Linked DNA regions of Mus musculus: all the other regions are linked to region 1. The links are chromatin contacts, called in public HiChIP or PLAC-seq and promoter capture Hi-C maps. All regions are on one chromosome and are shown on one strand. Each heading gives the region's core, a stretch centred on a gene start, on an enhancer-like site or on the middle of the called end of the contact. The rest is flanking DNA. Distances are from core to core; before and after follow the strand shown.

Region 1 (3,045 bases), core at 223-2,722:
CACCGTGCTAATTATTCAGACACTAATCACACAAGAAAACCTCAGTGCTTTAAGTACGTTCATGATTTTGTCTTAGGCTGTTTTAATAGCTGTTCTTCACCCTACGAAGCTCACTTCCTGAGCTCACCCTAGTGAAGCACATTGGACACATCCATTAGGTAGTTGATTCAATGCAGAGGAGTGATCATATATGTATTAGGTTCCTACAATGGGAATTGCCCATCTCATATTTTCTGGAAGCTCAACACATAATCCCTCTGTTACAGCAATCCCTCTTCTGTGTGTTCAGGTGACCTTTTATGCCTAGAGAACCAGTTACTCTCTGCCTTACACTTCTGTTTCCAAGTTTGTTAGACTTCTCTCCACGCAGCAGAACCCATAGTTTATTAATGCTCAAGGACCATAATAATTGGAGCTCTCTTGAACAAAAAGTGTCAACACAATCCAATAAACCCCGTGGAATTGCTAGGGTTTACTAGATATTTAAATTCTTTATAAATATAGAATCGTAGTTAGTTGTCTTTAATGACATTTAAGTCAAAACTGTGCCAAGTCGTTGCAATCTGAATAAAAAATGGATTTTGCAAAATACAGCCATCCGATCATTCATTACTACTTCATTTTTAGCGTCCACTGAGGATATGTACAATAGTGTTAACGTCTTTTCCTCCATAACTTCAGAATCACTGACGACAGGGGTACAGGTGCAGGAAGTGTGGCGGAAACAAACAACTTTGCCTTCGCCCAGCACAGCTTTCCTTTTCCTCCAGCCCTCGGAATGCCCCACTGCACCCCTAGACCATTCCCTGGAAGAGCTTCTCCCCGCCCCTGGCACATACAACTGCATGCAGTCACATGCAGATGTGAAGACCCTTGGGATCCAGAGAGTCACCATCGCGGCGGCACAATGCAGGGGAGCGTGCTGCCCACGGGCCACCCTCTTCATCACAGCAAATACAATCCAAAAACAGCAAACTAGAGGCACCCGCACATATGCCAAGGCTACTTTGAAGTGGGGTTTCTGGAGAGTAAGCCAACAGCTGGGGGCTCAATTACCGCTGAAGAAGCTGAGCTGGCCGTGGGGTGCGGCACGGGACCCTCGCGCGTCCACCTAGAGACACCGATCCCTCCACGCGCCTCGCAAGGGCTACAGAGGGCAGTGATTCCGGAGTCCTCAGCCCTAGGACAGCAGTGGTCTCTGGAAGCCAGCGGTGCAGGCGTCCTCCCGGCTGACAGAGAGCCACCCTGAGGTCGAGGTCGGGGGCAGTGGCGCGGACTGGAAAACGGCAGCGACACGCCCGCACATAGCGGGCCACACCCGTCCAGCCCTCAGGGTAGGGACCCCGACTTACCCCAGGCAACACTGCAGACAGCGGAGCCGGATCCCTCGGCTACGCTGCTCCCCTGCTGCCGCTGAACTTTCCCTCCTGCGAGGCGGCCCTGGGCTCGGCTCCACCTCCAGTTCCAACAGCCGCTGAGCCTCCAGGGACCCGGAGCAGTAGGGGGAGGGGGAAAGCGGGGAGCGCGGGCTGAACAGCGGCCAAGCACAGCGCCGGCCTCCGAGTGGGAGCCCGAGGAGCCGAGAGCTGAGAGGTGGGGGTAGCGTGGGCCTCAGGGCTGGGGTCGTGTATGGCTGCAGTCATCTAATTCCTCCAGGGCCAGTCTGCAGTGCGTCCCCGCTCCAGGTCCGAGCAGAGCAGGGTGCCCTGGTTGAGAGACTGTCACTGCAGGGAGCATGAGTGGAGAGCAGGGTCTCCTGTACCGTAGAGACTTCAAGTGTGATTGATCACCAACATCAGAGAAGTTGGCGATAGAGACTAGGGCACTGTTGGAAGTTGCGCCCCAACAGAGAGGGGGCATCTATCCTACAAGTTCGTCCCCACTCCCCAACTCATCCCCGAGGCATTTGCGCTGCTAGGACTGTCCTAATGGCTTGCCTCCAAAACTTCTTACACTCTACTTGAGAGAATTAATAAGATAGTCACTGTTTTGGGTGCCCTGAGTTGTAGTAATAAGGCCTTCAGTAAGAAGCTTTTATTTACAAAAGATCAGAAACCCCTTTAACCCTTCAGCCCCAACTGTGGCTAAGCGATGTCTGTAAGGACCTCTAGCGGCCACATCCCTACATCAACTCAGCTGAGATTCGTGGAAAAATAGAAGAATCCGTGTTTGCCAAATCACAAAACATACAGTGTAATTTTTCTAGCTGCATCAAAGTACTGCATGATAGGAAGATAACAAAGAGTTAACACTGCATAGATATGCACGTACATATGTGGACATCAGTTATTTCTCACAGATTAGCTCCTAGCATCCTCAAAAGGCAATCATATGGCAATTTCCATTTGCAGATGGACGTCACTAGGTGGAAGTCAGGGTTTTTTGATTTCACACTTAGTAGGTAGTCGGGCAACTTCTTCAGAGCTTTTGTCCTAACTGCCACTAAAGCATTCCTGTCTTCATCTACTGATAGGTTCTTCTAGTTCTGATTGCTTTCACCTACTGAAGTAGCTCTCATCTCTTTACTCAATGGTGTCTCCAGAATCATGTAATAAAGTTATACATAGGTTTTAGTTTGGAAAAATGGGCTAGAAATTCTGAGTATGCCATGGCCCCAGCACAGACATGCCCTGCAGGCTATGTGAAAGATAGAGAACATACTTTATATCTTGCGTGCGCCCGACTCAACCAGCAAGAATGACGCTGCAACAGGATCCTTCTGCACACGTTTATTGGGAGAGCTTGATTGCAGAAGCAAAGAGACCCCAAGCCCAGAACTTGTGCTGCTTATATAGGCCTAGGAGAGGCGTGTCTCACACCCAGATTGGTTATGCACTATACCTCATTTGCATGTTCCTCATCTGATTGGTTACTCTCTCTTAGTACCTCACAGAGTCTCATTATCATACCTCATTTGCATGTCTCACATCTGATTGGCTATACTCTCAAAACCTCATTATCATGCCCGGGCCAGGCAGTATCTTGGCAAAAAACTTTACTGCATATGTACACATTGGTTGTTTGTCCAAACTTATGCATGGTGGC
Region 2 (3,045 bases), core at 372-2,871, 700 kb before region 1:
ATCTAACATAACTGACTTTCTAAATAACCTGTAAGTTTTTACTTCACTGCCCATTCTTATTCTTTCATTTAACCTTAATTATCTTCATATAATGCAGTGGCTCTCATGCTATGACTCTTTAATACCTATCCTCATGTCGCAGTGAACCCCCAAGCATAAAATTATTTTACTGCTACTTTATAACTGTAATTTTGCCACTGTTAGGAATTATAATGTAAATATCTATGTTTCCCAGTGGCCTTAGGTGACCCCTGTGAAAGGGTCATTTGATTCCCAAAGGAGTCACGACCCATGAGTTGGGAACTGCTGATATAGTGAGTTTTGATTTCAGCGTTACAAATTTTACAGAGAAGTAACTCAGTTCTTCATGGACTTAATCTTAAGTATACAAAAAGCTAAATGTAAAAGTAGAGCTGATATTTCTCTATTGTTTATATTGGAATATTGTTGATATTTCTATTAAGGCAGGGGTGGACACTGCAGCATAGAAGACAGCGACTATCAATTTTTCAGCAACTACAGGTCATGAAAAAATGTGTACCAAGACATTACTTCACTAAAGCTTTACTTCAGGGTAGAAATGGCTAGTCTGAGCACTTACTACTGTCCTCCTAGAGGCCGTCTCTTCCTCGGGATCACACTGATACTCAGCAATGGAACTTGATCCTAGGTAGTCAAACTCCACAACTACTCAACCCAGCTCCTACTAGATTTAACAGCCTGCAACGTAATTGAGAAAATACCTCTACTTACAAATGGAAACTCCAGAAAAGTAAAACACTAACAATCACATAACACCATCATCTATTTTTCTTATCTACCCATTCTTTCCCTATGCTATCAGAAGTATCTGCATGAAAAGCCATGGAAGTAGGTGATGTAAATGAAGAAACAGGCTTCCAAAGACTTCTTCGAAGCGATGGTGACTAGAAGAAACACAAAGGCACCAGGATTCAATCCACAGCCAAGTGGTTTCAAATGTGAAATCCCAGGTTCTATCGTGTGACCTATAACCTACTCATACTGAGCTCTTGCTTGGCCCGGGGCCTGGGACCTGATGGGCTTCAAAATGTGCTGGAAGTGACTTAACTTCCTATAGAAGGCCAAATGTAATCTATGTCTTTCTTTCAAGAGGGGAACGGCCCAAGGAGAGGAAGTTCTAAGAAACAAAATCAGGGTTTCCAACACCAAGTCCTGTGGCCATCTGACAAATACTTATGGTCAAGGGAACACAAACAGGAGTGAGCAGAAAGGAAGTCTCACTCACCTAGACACTACATTCTAGAAGGAATGAACACTCAGACTCCAAATACAGTCAGACATATAACGTACCAAGTAAAGAAAGAAAGAGAGCAGAATAGCGGGACAGAGGATGGAATGGGTACTACCGGAGAAACAGTGGTCAAGGGACATCTTGGTTTAAACTGGGCTCAGAAGACCTGAGAGTTAGGACAATCAGTGGATCCTGCACTTTTATTACGGATCAGAACTTCCTTGTTTTTAACTGGGAGGAAAGAAAGAGTGGATCACAGTGCGAACTGAAAACAGCAGGTTGCAGTGAAAGGAAAGTTAGAAGGCTTTTCTCCCTTGACTGCAAGGAAGCGGTTACCATGGCCTGTTGCCATGGTGTTAGGCAACTAGAGAGAGAGGCATCCCAAGCACCAGGGTATGAAGAGAAAGTACCAGTGAGGAAAAGACAAAAGGCCAGCAGAAATGTCTCTCCCTGGGGTATGTGACAGGCAGCAAGCAAAGCTTTCCAAAAAAAAAAAAAAAAAAAAAAAAACACATGGTGGAAGCCAGGGGAGGAGGAGGAGGAAGAGGAGGAGAAGAGGAGGAAGAGGAGGAGGAGGATACTACTATTGTGAAAAGGGGCTTTGCCCATACTCTACCCACTTTCTCTGTCACTGGCTGTCATAGTTAGGATTTCTATTGCTGTGACAAAAGACCATGAATCAAGTGTGGGAGAAAAAGGTTTATTTGGCTTACACTTCCATATCACTGTTCATTATGGAAGGAAGTCAGGACAGGAACTCAAACAGGGCAGGATCCTGGAGGCAGGAGCTGATACAGAAGCCATGGAGTGTGCTGCTTTCTGCCTTGCTCCCCATGGCTTGCTCAGCTTGCTTTCTTATAGAACTCAGGACCACCAGCCCAGGGATGGAACCACCTACCATGGGTGGGGTCCTCCCCCACTGATCACAAATTGAGAAAGTGCCCTACAGCTGGACCTCATGGAGGTGTTTCCTCAACTGAGCCTCCTTCCTCTCTGATAACTCTAGCTTGTGTCAAGTTGACACAAAACCAACCAGTACACTCACCCATCAAGATACCTACTGCAATATGTAAAAAATCAAAATGAAAGAGCAGCACATGTCTCAAGCACTTCACACATCAAATTACACTACTTCTAGGTAGCCATTTTCTGAAATTCTCATTCTTTTTGCCAAAATACAGCTTCCATTTCAACTTAACTTAGCAGCAAAAGTGAATGAATTTTCTTAAACGAGGGATGACTGAGGAGTAAAAGACTGTGGTAGAAGGGAGAAAAGGTATGGTATAAGGTCAGTCAGAAAGATTATAGGCTATGGCTGGTATGTACAGCTATTAGCAGATAGAATGGTCTAGTATAGCCTTTTGTATATTACCTCTAAGATTGAACCAAAGATTGAACCAGATAAGGAGCATTAATACTGACTTATCAAGTAAGCTAATAAACATTTATTCCTCTCCATAGACACTTCCAAGATCTTGTAATCTGATATTATTAGTGACAGAAAGCTAGATATGTTCATTCTGCTATTAGATCAATGTATTAGGAGTTTTATAAATTGTACATAAGGTCAAAATCCTCCTTAAAGCACAAACAGCAAATTCAAAACAGAAGAAATATTAACTACAAATAAGCATGCCAAAAATATTTAAATCTTAACACATACTCAAAGAAATGTAGATGAGTCAAGATTTTCTAAATAATAAATAATACCATGGATTATTGGGAAATGGGTATTCAATCATGCCCTCAAGATCAAGTTTCTTATAACCCAC
Region 3 (3,045 bases), core at 241-2,740, 680 kb before region 1:
TGCTTATCAGACATGAGGGGGTAAGTGAGAACAATTTCCAAAGTCTACCAATGCCTAGTCAGTAAACACACCCCAGCAGCCAGAATGTCAAGAGGGATACGTCAGCTCAAGTCAGACAATGACATCCCTTAAAGCACTTTACCTGAATGCCTTGCTGCATAGCACAATAGCCATAAGCTAGCTAGGACTTTACAAATTCACTGAACTAAATAAAATGTAAAATTCAGCTCTTGAGAATAACCATATTTCAGGTACATACAGATTCTGGCTACTGAACAGGGGCGGTCTGGGACATTATGAACAGGACAGAAAGATCTACTGAAGAATGCTGATGAAGAGGATAGAGTCCATGAATGTTCACAGGTGCTGAAGTTTTAGGAACAGCAAGGCCAGTATTTACCAATTGTAGAGTTTGACTCTCTTAAGAATGGCTCTAGGTCTCTACATGTTCCTTGAAGGTTCTTTTAGGTCAGCTTAGGTCAGTGGCAAAACCTGTTCACAGACTCCGCGAATAAATGAGTAGATGAATGAATAGTATGCGCCTTAATTTCTGCCCTAATTTACGCAGAAGATATCAGGGCCTGGAAAGCAATAGTGCCTTGTTTATTTGTTTTGTTTTCTCATGGAGATTTTATTAGAAGATGCAAGTGTCAGCAGGCCAGGCAAGGAGCTTATAGACCCTGCAGAGCCACCAGAAAGCAATCTGTAAATCTGTCCAAAAGGAACTGCATCATTCGAGCAGAAAGCTCCAACCCGGGGGCTGATGAGATGGCTCAGCGGTTAAGAGCACCGACTGCTCTTCCAAAGGTCCTGAGTTCAAATCCCAGCAAACACATGGTGGCTCACAACCATCCGTAACAAAAATCTGATGCCCTCTTCTGGAGTGTCTGAAGACAGCTATAGTGTACACACATTAAATAAATAAATAAATAAATCTTAAAAAAAAAAAAAAAAAAAAAAAAAAAGAAAGCTCCAACCCAAGAAAGTAGTATACACTCCCCAAAGCTCTTGACGCGCACACACAGGGTTAGTCACAGGAGATGCCCTGAAAGATCGAACAGCCTGATGCCAATTTCATGGTAATTTTCTACTGCAAATTTGCTAGAAAGTAATACAATGGCAAAGCCAGCAAGCATCTAACTGCACACAGTCTGTGCCATTCACTCAGAGTCCCCTTGCCTCAGTGTCCTGTGACTCATTCTACCTTGCCCAGCAGCTTCTTGGAAAATAAAGTTTTCAAAACCCTGAATTCCAAAATAGCTAGCAGAAGTTCACCTACGGAAAAGCAATCCCATTAATGCTTCACCAGTGACCTCCTGCAGGGCAAGCGAGGGAAGCTACAGCAGCTTTTTAACATGTTCTGTTTCCCATGTGCACTGACCGACAGCCACAGAAGAGGCAAGCTGCTTCATTTCTCAATGTATCTTTCCTTAGCGAAGGTCTGAGAACAGAAGGCTAGACAAGCAGGGAGCAGCTGTGGCCTGATCTTATGAAAGCCCTCTGCTGGTTCCCTAGCCCCCTCTTATTGTTTCAGACAGACTTTCAAAGAGCCCTGAGCTCCAGTTCCTGGGAAAAAATAACAAGGAAAAGCAGTCCTCTCTGTGTCAACACCACTGTGGCAGAAACATCCAGATACTTCTCTGAGGTGACATAATTAGGAATTAGAATAAGCGAGGCTCACATTCAACTTTAAATTGTTAATCTGCTTCATCTTTTATTTTAATTATTTATGACTATAGGGTACTCTTTAATGTTCTCTGGATAAGAAATTATACAATTTCTATCTCTTGAGCCAAGAAATACTATTGCTGCTGTTTAAGCCAATAGAATTGTTGGTGAATTAGTCTGATAAATTAGTCATTGCCTTTTAGAGCCAAAATGTCAGTTTCTGCAGCACAGAGTGCTAACTGTGAGGCCATAGGAAAGGGATTAAGCAGACCCCTACTTGAGTTTGAATATTTGCTTCACAGCTTTAATAGCTGTGGGATCCTGAGCAACAAAAATTTCTCAGGACTTCCAAAATAGAGATGATGACAGTACTGACTTCTCGGCTATGCACGTCATAACTCAGTCAATATTACCTATGCCTGTGGCACCTCACTATAAAGAATGCATTTTCTAAAAGGTAGGGCTTGAGATGAGACTAAAGACAAGTCTGCTTCTCAGACAACCTGCATGAAAAGAAGGGTCTTCCAAACACAAGGACTTGAGTCTGCTCCTGAAACCATGTACAGAATGTGCCAGACACAGTGGTACCCACATGTAATCCCATCACTGGGGAAACCAAGACAGGAAGGCTCACTAACCAGCCACCAAAAGTGGATAGGTCCTAAGGACCAGCACCTGATGTCCTCTGGCCTGCACATGCACATGTGTACACATCCGTGCATATACACAAACTCACAGCATGAAAAAAAAAATGGCAGCCCTGACGCTCTCATGGAAGGAGAGAACTGGTAGCTTTCAGCTTCCTTATATCACAGTCATTGCCAAAAGAGAATTATCTACCACCTCTGTGCCCTGGAGTTTCAACAAAGTCCTTGTCAGCTTGGCAACGGTAACTTCGATTTCAGTTTGTTGACATTCTGGGCACAGCAAAAAATCGTTCATTTGGTAGGGCAAACAAACATTGCAAGGACATGTGCTATTTTTGTGTAAATAAGATATAGCATAAGCAAAGATTCATTATTAATGTTATGAGCTACACATTATTTTCCAACAAGGCACAACAATTTGGATTGTAAAACTTGTCAACCACACACTTCAAATTCTCATTATATACTCAGTCACTACAAATAGCAGCAGCATTTGGAACTTTGGAAAATGGTCATATAACTCACAAACACAGAATAGAATAGTATTAAGTAATACAGCACCATTTCATTTCTGAATGCACATACAATATCACAAATAACACAAGCTTACCAGGACATGAACACTGAGAACTAACAAACTGGAGAATGTCATCAATATCTTAGTATAAAATCTAGAGAACCTCATTAGTACTCCCTAAAATTAATCAAGGTTAGTTTAACTCAGAACTCA
Region 4 (3,045 bases), core at 348-2,847, 650 kb before region 1:
TGCCTTGAATTTTCAAGGCAAGCCAAACTGTCTTTTCTTCCAAGGTTGATGCAATGTTGGATTACTGCATACAGCTCCAGATGCGGACTCCTCAGTAAGAGCTGATGAGGTTTTGTTGTACCTCACAAAAGAAGTACTGTTGACATTGCTGAGCAGTATTTAATACCAGCTTTCACCATCACTCATGTCTTAACAAGTGCAATGGTTGGTTAGTCCTGCAATAGAAGCAATGACTTTAAAATAGGTAATGACAGATATACAGTCCTCTATTATAGGACTATGGTGAACACTTGTCTTAGATCAAGAGAGGTCTCTGCCTGTAGAATGCCTGGATAATTAAGGGTTAAATTTTATGACTGGCAGCCCTGGGGCAAACAGCTGCCAGCAATTACATTTTTTCAGTGATTCTCTACAAACCACCACTCTCTGCCTCTCTGGGGCTCCCTGCCAGCAGGACTTTTATTCCTATGGAAATGTAGCCATAAATCTCTTCAGGAAGCAGAAAATAAGCTAGGTGCTTGAGTAGACAAGGTACTTAAGAACATAAGCACACACACACACACACACACACACACACACACAGAGAGAGAGAGAGAGAGAGAGAGGGGGGGGGGAAGAGAGAGAGAGATGCAATGGCAGTCAGCTTCTGATTATCTATTGACAAACTTCACTGTGGATTTCAAGCCTTGAGGTGCCTCTCAACCCTGGCAGCTCCCTGAGTTCTAGGCTACTCCCCCAGGACCTCTAGGGTATAGCAAAGCTGATTCAGACTACAGATTTCATTACACACAGGGATTTGGGATCCCTGAACTAGAGGGGCCATTAAATACATGTAACAATATTATTTATATGATAAAATTCCTCCACTGGGGATTGGTGCCCTGGCTAGGCATCACCTCTCTTCCTGGAGCTTTTCCAGTAGTAAAACCCTGGGAGTGGGAGTGAGCAGAGAACAAATGAATGGAGGAAAAGACATTGATAAGAGAGCTGAGGGCTGGCAGAGGGGGGAGGGGTGGAGCAAACAGCTTTTGCTCCGCCTAAGTTGTACTGTTGAGCCCTAAGGGCAGAGCCTGATTCATTGCTGTTCTCTACGACCTTACATAACACCTGGCACAAGGAAGTACTCAGAAGCAATGTGGTGAGTGATATGAATTAATCAGCAAGATCTGTCCCTCTCCTCCCTATGGACAGAAACATGTTAGCAAAACGACCACAATACTTGTACTCCGGGAGAAACTGACATAATACCCTGTCCTAGGAGCCAAGTTTTAGACTGGTAGGCTTTCTGGTCTGATGATTCTGGTGGCAGATAATGTCTACTCACCTTCAAGTTTGGTCACTGAATGTCTTTGGCTTAGACTTGTTGAAAAAATGAAATACTATGCAAATTTGCTTTCTATCCTTCGTTATGCAGTAGCCCTGGCTTGCCCAAACCTAGAAACAAGTAGCATGCACATTCAAAGACTTCAAAGAGCTAGGGCAGCCGGCTTCTGATTCATTCTCCAGAAGTCTCTGCCAGAAGTAGCAGTCAGGGTGAGGCCAATGGGCTTGTTGGCTTCCCCCTGGGACTGAAATAAAACAGCAAGCCTGGTGAGACAGTGGAACCAGTCTTCTCGGCTCTTCAAAGAGGCCCGGTTCCACTCTCTCCTCCAGGGCACATAGTCCTGGCAGATCTATTGCCTGAAAACAGAAGAGCACCTGGAGACACTTTTATAGGATCCTTTTATGAGGGCAGTGTGTTCTTTTATCCCCCTCCCCCTGCTGGTTAAAGTCCACACCTTTGAAAGGCAGATTTCTAAAGAAATGGTTGCAGCTTTGAGCGCAATAAAAAGCAGTGAGTTTGTGAAGATGGATGGATAAAAGAGCCTAATAGTACTCAGCCATTGAATGAATAGTTTATGTACTCTGCATGGTTTAATTACCAATGTGCTAGCTTATGAAGAACGAGTACTGGCTTAAAATCAGCAAGTGGCCAATAAACACGGAACTGTGAAATGTTTGTTGAGCTGCAAGCTGGCAGGATAGAATGTGATTATGAATCTCTAAGTAGATCCATTCACAAAATAAAGAAGACCAACATTGTTTATTCTGCACGGGCAGGGGAACAAGGAAGTATAACCGGGTCTTCTCATGTCACATAAACTTGGGACTGCTGCACAAGATGCCATTTTCCTTGGACCGCTAAAGAGAAATATGATAGAAATAAGCTTTACCAACAGCAATTCATTTTCTCAGGGTTCTGGAGGCAGCAAGTGTCAGCAGGCTTGATCGCTTGAGGCTTCTTTACTTTGCTTGCCAATGGATGTACCCTGTGCCACATCAGGGTCACACTTGATGCATGTACGCCCTGGCTACTCTCTAATTCTTGATCTTCTTGCCATAGCCTACTGAATATGGAGATTGCAGGTGACTTCAGTCAGCTTGCATTAGTGCTACCTCTGGTGACCTCAGTTTCCCTCACCTCTTCACAAACCTCATCTTCAAACACATTTACATGTGTTAGTTAGTATAGGAACATGAATTGGAGGGAGCACAATTGACTCTCCAAAAGCTTCTAAACTGAGGTGTTCTTTTTAAAGAAGAGAGAAAAATATCTCCCACAACTGTAGTCTTACTCACAAACACAACAGTTGCACTCCTTATGCCTCTGAGTCACCGTGAGCCTCTAAGACTCTACCTGGGAGTTGTGTGACCCTTTCACAGGGGGCGCATATTAGATATACTGCATATTAGATGTTCATGTTACCATTTATAATAGTAGCAAAGTTAGAGTAATGAAGAAGCAACAAACATAATTTTAGGGTTGGAGTTCACCACAACATAAAAAACTATATAAAAGGGCCCCATATTTGGAAGATTGACAACCACTGCCCTAAAGTAAAACTCTCTGTCTTTGATCCATCTCTGATGCATGTCAGCTTGCTTGTTAATTGATTGTTTGCCATTAATAATGCTTAAAAAACTATTACAAGAGAAGGTGATGTGTTTATAAAAAGATAAAGAGGTATAAGAATATGTTCTATGGGGGTGTGGCGAGGTGTGGGG
Region 5 (3,045 bases), core at 138-2,637, 590 kb before region 1:
TTCCCGACCTTCAGACTGACACTCCACCTTACTTGGTGATAGTCTAGGTGACAGCTAATCAAAATGGACTTTCAGCCGGGCAGTGGTGGCACACGCCTTTAATCCCAGCACTTGGGAGGCAGAGGCAGGAAGATTTCTGAGTTTGAGGCCAGCCTGGCATACAGAGTGAGTTCCAGGACAGCCAGAACTATACAGAGAAACCCTGTCTCAAAAAACAAACAAACAAACAAACAAACAAAAGACTTTGATTTTTCTCCCCATGGGAGTGGGTTAAATATGTAACTCTTTAAAATATGTAACTCTTTAGATTATATAGTTTTATATAGATTACAAGGTACAATGATTTTATTTAAATATCTCAGTACTACTTGTTTGCCTGTGAGCCTTGATGCCTTAGCATGCATTTGGAACTACAATGTAGCCAGCCCATATGACATACACAACATTGTGCATCTCTCAGAACTTCTGTAGCACAGAGCATTCCATTTATACTCATCAAGCTAATTGGGAAGTTTCTCATCCTTTTTGTCCCCTTGCATGGGACCATCTGAGCCATGATTTGTAAATCCAGAAAACTTTATGCTGTAATCGGTTAGTTCTATCTCTAGTGCTCCAAAGAAGTAGACAGCTAAACCTACTGCTCCAGACACAGCAGGCTGGGTGTGTAGAGTCACCTTGACGGTCTTTGCTGACAACTCATCTGTATTATGACAGAGTTGTCTCATTTACTTCTGGGTCACCACTGAGGCCTGTCTTGTACATTAGCTATTTCTGGACCACCACTGAAGCCCGAGTTCCTCCTCTCTGCCTGCCTGCCTGCCTGCCAACCTATTTGGGTTTCTTTCAGCAATGGATCTGAGAATGAGTGAAAGCAAAGCTTCACTAGACATTTCCTCCTAGGACTTAGACCATTTCAGTGTACTTCTTAAAAGTGAGCTTACCATAGGGTCATTAAAAACATGGCAGCACACTCCACTTTACTGAAAGTATATCCCCCTTCTTTGTGTTTTCCCCAGCCCTGGGATGAAGTGCAGATAAGCTCTGTTTTAATTGGGTTGCCTACCTTAACCTCCTATAGATACCAAAGACAGGGCATTTTAGATATTCATCCATGGTGTATGAGTTTCATGAGCTCTGGCTAGAATTCTGTCTTTATCTGTTTCACTTTACCTAAATCTTTAAAAGAATAAACCAACAAACAACAATTCTCCCTTAACCCAAGCATGTCTCCAGCTGCCCGGCTGCACTTTCTGCGGATTTTCATATGCTCCAACAGAATTGTGTTCACTCAGCTCGAACAATTGCATTTCCAAATTCTGAGTACGGGAGCCATGGCCCAGAGAGAGCAGTGACCCAGGAAAGTCCTGCTCTGCTCCTCTGGGAGGCTGACTCAGACTGGAAATAAGAATTCACCACACTTTCCTTCTTAACAGAAATCTACGGCAAAATTCCTTTCACTCACTTGCTTATTTTTTGCATAAACACACTCTCTGCTGCCCTCAGTAATGGTTTATGTAGAATGTATTTCTCTTTGTTTTCAGAATCTTTCTGGGGCATTTAATTCATATCTTATCACATTTATCATTCTATAAGGTTTGTAGCAATTTCACTGTGTTGTACTATCACCCCACTCTGTGATTCCAGAACTCTTTTGATCTCATCACGAGTGTCCTTCATGTCAGTTAGAGAGTTATTTGTCTCTCTCCTCTCTCACCTTCCTCTGGAAACCAGCGACCTACTTTCTGTCTGTCTGTATTTGCCTAGTCCAGGCATTTCATATGAATAAAACCACGCAATATGTAGCCCTTTCGGTTTGCTTTTCTGATTTCTCTTCCTCTCTCCATTCCTTACTTCTTCCCTCCATCCTCCTTTCTTTCCTAACACCCTCTTTCTTGCTTTCTTTCTAACAGTTTCTCAGTGTAATCCACCTATCCTAGAGCTAAGTAATCCTTAATCCTTAGATCAGATGGTGTTCCTGTCTCAGCGTCCCCTGCTCTGCGATTACAGGTACACGTTACCTTAACTAGCTTATTTATTTTTTTCAGTTAAGATAGCAGAGGCTGGAGAGACGGTTTGGCAGTGAAGACTACAGGCTGCTCTTGAAAAGGACCTTAATTTTGTTTCCAGAATCTGCATGGCAGTTCACAAACACCAGTAACTCTAGTTTCATGGAACCTGATGCTTTGTCTGCCTTCTGGGTTCTGGAATGTAAGTGGATCGGTATATATAAATGCATGTAGTTTTTTCACATACACACACACACACAACAGAGGAAAAATAAATCTTATAGGCTGTTGAGATGGCCCAACATGAAAAGGCTTTTGTCATGGTTAGGACAATGTCTGCAAGGTATATCAATGTTACAGAATGAAACAATGGAATGGCTGTGTTTACTGTATGGCTAAAAACATTATGCTTCCAGTTAAGAGATATTGAAGTTGCACCAACTTTGGGGCTATGTTACTATGAACATTAAATAAAATGGGAATGTAGTGATACACACACACACACACACACACACACACACCTTTATATTTCTGTTGTGTATTGAGTGTAGTTACCTGTATGAATAAAACGGTTTATTTATGTATTCAGTTAAGAGATACTAAATCTCATAGAAAAGAAAGTGAGAAATACCCTTGAATATATTGGCACAGGAGACAATTTCCTGAACAGAACACCAATGGTTAAGACTCTAAGATCAACAGTTGACAAATGGGACTTCATGAAACTGCAAAGCTTCTGTAAGGCAAAGGACACCATCAATAAGACATAATGGCCTACAGACTGGGAAAGGATCTTCACCAAACCTACATCTGACAGAGGGCTAATATCCAAAATTTATAAAGAACTCAAGACATTAAGTACCACCAACAAATCAAATAGCTGAATTAAAAAATGGGGCACAGCTAAACGGAGAATTCTCAGAGGAATCTTGAATGGTTGAGAAGCACTTTAAGAAATGTTCAAAGTCCTTAGTCATCAGGGAAAATGCAAATCAAAACAACTTGAGATTCCATCTTATACCAGTCAGAATGGCTAAGA
Region 6 (3,045 bases), core at 274-2,773, 540 kb before region 1:
TTGGAGACAGAACATCTGATGATGCCCCAGGCCAATGACAGACCTCATTTCAAAGGAGATGGATGGTTTTCCTGAGGATAACACTTCAGGCTGTCCTCTGACTTTTGCACATACACACACAAAAACATACATACATACAAAAACACACATGCAAGGACACAAACACAAGAACACACAAGAATAAACACAGGAAAAACCCCACAAGAGCATACACAAAGAACACACACACATGCTCTCTCTCTGTCTCTCTGTCTCTGTCTATCTATCTCTCTCTCTTACACACACACACACACACACACACACACACACACACGGTTCTATTGGTCAGGCTGTTGCATATCTTTGGGAAGCCATCATTTATACTACCTATACCAACTAAAGTCAAGTTTGCATGTCCTAGTCACAGTTTTGAAAGTATAGGATTGCTGTCTTACTTTTTCAAAGGTACCATTGACATAATTAGACTTTATGTATTTCTGGTACAAATTGGAAACCAGTCCAATCTGGCTTCCTTGGCCTCTGCTCAGAAAAGTGTGCTCACATCCTCACAGATCGTTTCCCTTTTTCCTGTTTGTCTAACTCACTAAGAGAGTACATTCATAGACCCAAGGTGCATTCATAGATCCAAGGAGGCACAAAACTAGCATCCAAAGCTACAGTCTACATATTTTGTGATGTTGTGGTGAATCTGTGCATCTCAGCTTCTGCTTTTGGCATTTTAATAATGAGGACATTGAAAAAAATCAGTTCTTCCTCACCCTCCATATTTCCATTGTAGTCGACATTATTGATAAATAAAAGTAACCTTTTGTTTCTAACGATTTAGCACTTCTCAGTTAACCTAGTCCCTTCTCTGGAATCTCACCATCAGGCTCTTTCCCAGTTTTTGCTTCCTTCAAAGTCTAAAGGGAAAATGAAGGGATTTCTAGGTCTAATTTTCTGAAGGAATCACCACACCAATGAACAGAGCTTGTGGATAAGGCAGTGTATTTAAATTAATCAATATGTAGTTCAGAGGATCTATGTGTTATTACTCTGAAACAGAAAACAGGCTCAATATTTCACATGCCTCTCATTTTTCTTTCTATTGGGAAACATGGCTTGATGTGTTACCACCACTCTGCCTCATCCTGACACACTGAAGTCGGGAAGAGGAAGGCCAGCAGGACAGGTCAGCAAGATACCAGGAGCTGGCCCCCACAGGCCCCAATACCTGGGTCCTTACCTGACATGACTTCTCTATGAGGTCTCCTGTAAGGCCATTTCTGAGTTCTACCAGGTCCTCTGTTGCCATCCAGAACTCCAGATTCTATGGGATCTTTGCCAAAGAGTTTTACTCTGTAACCCCACGGTTAAATCAGAGCATCTTACTGTAACATGTGAGGAATGCCATTATCACAGTACAGGAATCTGAACAACCCCAGGAGTGCACCATGGAAAGTCTCTGGAGAAGTATCTCATCACATAATGAGTTCTCTCTGGGTCATTTCCAGGACAGGAAAGAACTGCATGACTGCTCAACCTCCAAATGATTGCATCAGACTTACTGTTAGACATGATGTCAATCCAGAGCAAGGCTGTATATTGTGTGGAGAGCAGCTTATTGCAAATGTAAGGGGAAAAAAGGCTATTTACTGTGCATTTCCTACGTCAAGCTTGGAACGTTACCTCTTCACTAACAGTTTGTTAGCAATTTTGATGTGTTCTGTTCTCAGGTCTCCTTCCAAGTCTTTAGTCTACTCACTTGTTGCTTATTTTGTTGTTTTATTTTATTTTTTAAACTTTAAAAGCGTAGTCAAATTATAAGAAAAAATCTACCCTATAGTCAAGCACAAGATATTCTGTACAATAAATATATTTGTGATAAGTCATTGGATCAAGATCAAGTGCAAAAATACATAGTCAGTTTTTACAACATTAAATTAGTAGACTAGAACCATTAATCATTTAGTGCCTACTAAAGCTAGGAGGCAAAATACTATATCCTCTATTATCATGAAGAGTCTTCATTCATAACAAAAAAATGAAAATAATATTTAAAAATCACATTTTCTTATTGATTTTTGCATGCAGTGTTAGTAGAGCATTTATCTTTCAGGGAGAAGAGTAGGAAAAGTTATCTTATTTGAGTATTCAAAATTGAGTAAACCCTTTCCCTCTTAAAAAATATGGAAAAGTAAGAGAGAGAGGAGGAGAGGAAGTTTCATGTTTGTTGCCATAATGAAGCACCCTGACAAAAAGAGCAACTTTTGGGGAAAAGGGTTTATTTTTGCTTACAATTCTAGGACATCATTGTGAGAATGTCAAGGCAGTAACTTCAAATAGCTGGTCCCATCTCATCCACAGTTAGGACCAGAGAGAAAAGGATACATATGCATTCACATGCTATGTGCTCAGTTTGGCTTGTTCATATATACAGTTCAAAATGATTTGCCCAGGGGATAGCTGCCAACAATGGGCTAGGTCTTCCCATATCAATTAATTAAGATAGTTCCTACAAACATGCCCACAGGCCAACCCAAAGTAGACAATAACTCATTGAGGTTCTTCAGGTGAGTGTAGGTTGGGTCAACGTGACAATTAAAACTATCTACCAGAGAAAGAGAGAATGAAAACGAGAGGGGGGAGGAGGAGGGGGGAGCAGGTGAGGAGGGGCAGGGAGAGGCAGAGGGGGAGAAATCTACTCTAGTCAAGTTATGAAGACAGCAAGGTTCCTTATATCATGTTTACTAGTCATTTTATACAGAAAACAAAAGAAAAAGGAATGGTTAAAAAACATAAAAGCAAAGAAAGAAGTCAATATTTAAAAGACTTCTTAGTAGTCCCTTCCTCCTTCCCAGTGGCAATTTCTGTCTTTGTGTCCAGTTCCCATTTAATATCTAAGAGACAGAACCTGGACGAGATGGCAAAGGAAGAAGATGACAGACCACGAGAACCACACAGAACATGGTCCATTTCTTTCTCCAAGTTTCCCTTTCCTGACTTGTTGGCTGGGCCAGTTTGCTCATGTAAAGCCTGAGCTCAGCAATAGTGATCCTGCAACCT

What was found. Promoter capture Hi-C pulls out the DNA fragments that hold promoters and counts their contacts. HiChIP or PLAC-seq counts read pairs in DNA pulled down with a chosen protein or histone mark.
Region 2: an H3K4me3 HiChIP or PLAC-seq map of forebrain shows a contact between it and region 1, with 4 times the contacts expected there. The contact joins the enhancer-like site here to the promoter of Csgalnact1 in region 1. A contact is called at or near these places in 17 of 39 promoter capture datasets (the 3T3-L1 cell line, 3T3-L1-derived adipocytes, the C10 cell line and 10 more), 1 of 484 Hi-C or Micro-C datasets (bone marrow-derived macrophages), 3 of 115 datasets of contacts at active chromatin or transcription factors (embryonic stem cells, forebrain and large pre-B cells) and 2 of 9 other capture datasets (adipose tissue and embryonic stem cells).
Region 3: a contact with region 1 is called in an H3K27ac HiChIP or PLAC-seq map of stem cell-derived neural progenitor cells, with 12 times the contacts expected there. The contact joins the enhancer-like site here to the promoter of Csgalnact1 in region 1. A contact is called at or near these places in 7 of 39 promoter capture datasets (the C10 cell line, the HPC-7 cell line, cranial neural crest and 3 more), 1 of 15 datasets of contacts at CTCF or cohesin (large pre-B cells), 1 of 484 Hi-C or Micro-C datasets (embryonic fibroblasts) and 7 of 115 datasets of contacts at active chromatin or transcription factors (embryonic forebrain, embryonic limb bud, embryonic stem cells and 4 more).
Region 4: a contact with region 1 is called in an H3K4me3 HiChIP or PLAC-seq map of forebrain, with 6 times the contacts expected there. The contact joins the enhancer-like site here to the promoter of Csgalnact1 in region 1. A contact is called at or near these places in 16 of 39 promoter capture datasets (the 3T3-L1 cell line, 3T3-L1-derived adipocytes, the C10 cell line and 9 more), 7 of 115 datasets of contacts at active chromatin or transcription factors (the NIH/3T3 cell line, astrocytes, embryonic stem cells and 3 more) and 3 of 9 other capture datasets (adipose tissue, embryonic stem cells and macrophages).
Region 5: a contact with region 1 is called in a promoter capture Hi-C map of hematopoietic stem and progenitor cells, with 4 times the contacts expected there. The contact joins the enhancer-like site here to the promoter of Csgalnact1 in region 1. A contact is called at or near these places in 10 of 39 promoter capture datasets (the 3T3-L1 cell line, 3T3-L1-derived adipocytes, embryonic stem cells and 3 more), 3 of 115 datasets of contacts at active chromatin or transcription factors (bone marrow-derived macrophages, large pre-B cells and pro-B cells) and 2 of 9 other capture datasets (embryonic stem cells and liver).
Region 6: an H3K27ac HiChIP or PLAC-seq map of the NIH/3T3 cell line shows a contact between it and region 1, with 8 times the contacts expected there. The contact joins the enhancer-like site here to the promoter of Csgalnact1 in region 1. A contact is called at or near these places in 13 of 39 promoter capture datasets (the HPC-7 cell line, HPC-7-derived erythroid cells, the SN4741 cell line and 8 more), 1 of 484 Hi-C or Micro-C datasets (neural progenitor cells), 7 of 115 datasets of contacts at active chromatin or transcription factors (the NIH/3T3 cell line, embryonic fibroblasts, embryonic stem cells and 3 more) and 2 of 9 other capture datasets (embryonic stem cells and liver).

The regions. Positions count from the first base shown.
Region 1 is chr8:68,733,674-68,736,718 of GRCm38.p6, forward strand. It overlaps Csgalnact1 (chondroitin sulfate N-acetylgalactosaminyltransferase 1), which reads right to left and starts at 1,473. Exons shown (of 10, transcript NM_172753.5): 1 at 1,353-1,473.
Region 2 is chr8:68,032,605-68,035,649 of GRCm38.p6, forward strand. It overlaps a transcript of Psd3 not described here. Among named protein-coding and RNA genes, the nearest start is that of Psd3, 60 kb to the left of the region's middle. Within about 2 kb of position 1,622, at least 24 of the 459 cell types and tissues checked have an H3K27ac peak or open chromatin away from gene starts, as enhancers often do. A contact at or near this core is called in forebrain, where this site is marked.
Region 3 is chr8:68,057,406-68,060,450 of GRCm38.p6, forward strand. It overlaps a transcript of Psd3 not described here. Among named protein-coding and RNA genes, the nearest start is that of Psd3, 84 kb to the left of the region's middle. Within about 2 kb of position 1,491, at least 15 of the 459 cell types and tissues checked have an H3K27ac peak or open chromatin away from gene starts, as enhancers often do. A contact at or near this core is called in stem cell-derived neural progenitor cells, where this site is marked.
Region 4 is chr8:68,082,159-68,085,203 of GRCm38.p6, forward strand. It overlaps a transcript of Psd3 not described here. Among named protein-coding and RNA genes, the nearest start is that of Psd3, 110 kb to the left of the region's middle. Within about 2 kb of position 1,598, at least 96 of the 459 cell types and tissues checked have an H3K27ac peak or open chromatin away from gene starts, as enhancers often do. A contact at or near this core is called in the SN4741 cell line, adipose tissue, forebrain and 2 more, where this site is marked.
Region 5 is chr8:68,143,189-68,146,233 of GRCm38.p6, forward strand. It overlaps a transcript of Psd3 not described here. Among named protein-coding and RNA genes, the nearest start is that of Sh2d4a, 130 kb to the right of the region's middle. Within about 2 kb of position 1,388, at least 21 of the 459 cell types and tissues checked have an H3K27ac peak or open chromatin away from gene starts, as enhancers often do.
Region 6 is chr8:68,190,443-68,193,487 of GRCm38.p6, forward strand. It overlaps a transcript of Psd3 not described here. Among named protein-coding and RNA genes, the nearest start is that of Sh2d4a, 85 kb to the right of the region's middle. Within about 2 kb of position 1,524, at least 28 of the 459 cell types and tissues checked have an H3K27ac peak or open chromatin away from gene starts, as enhancers often do. A contact at or near this core is called in the NIH/3T3 cell line and embryonic fibroblasts, where this site is marked.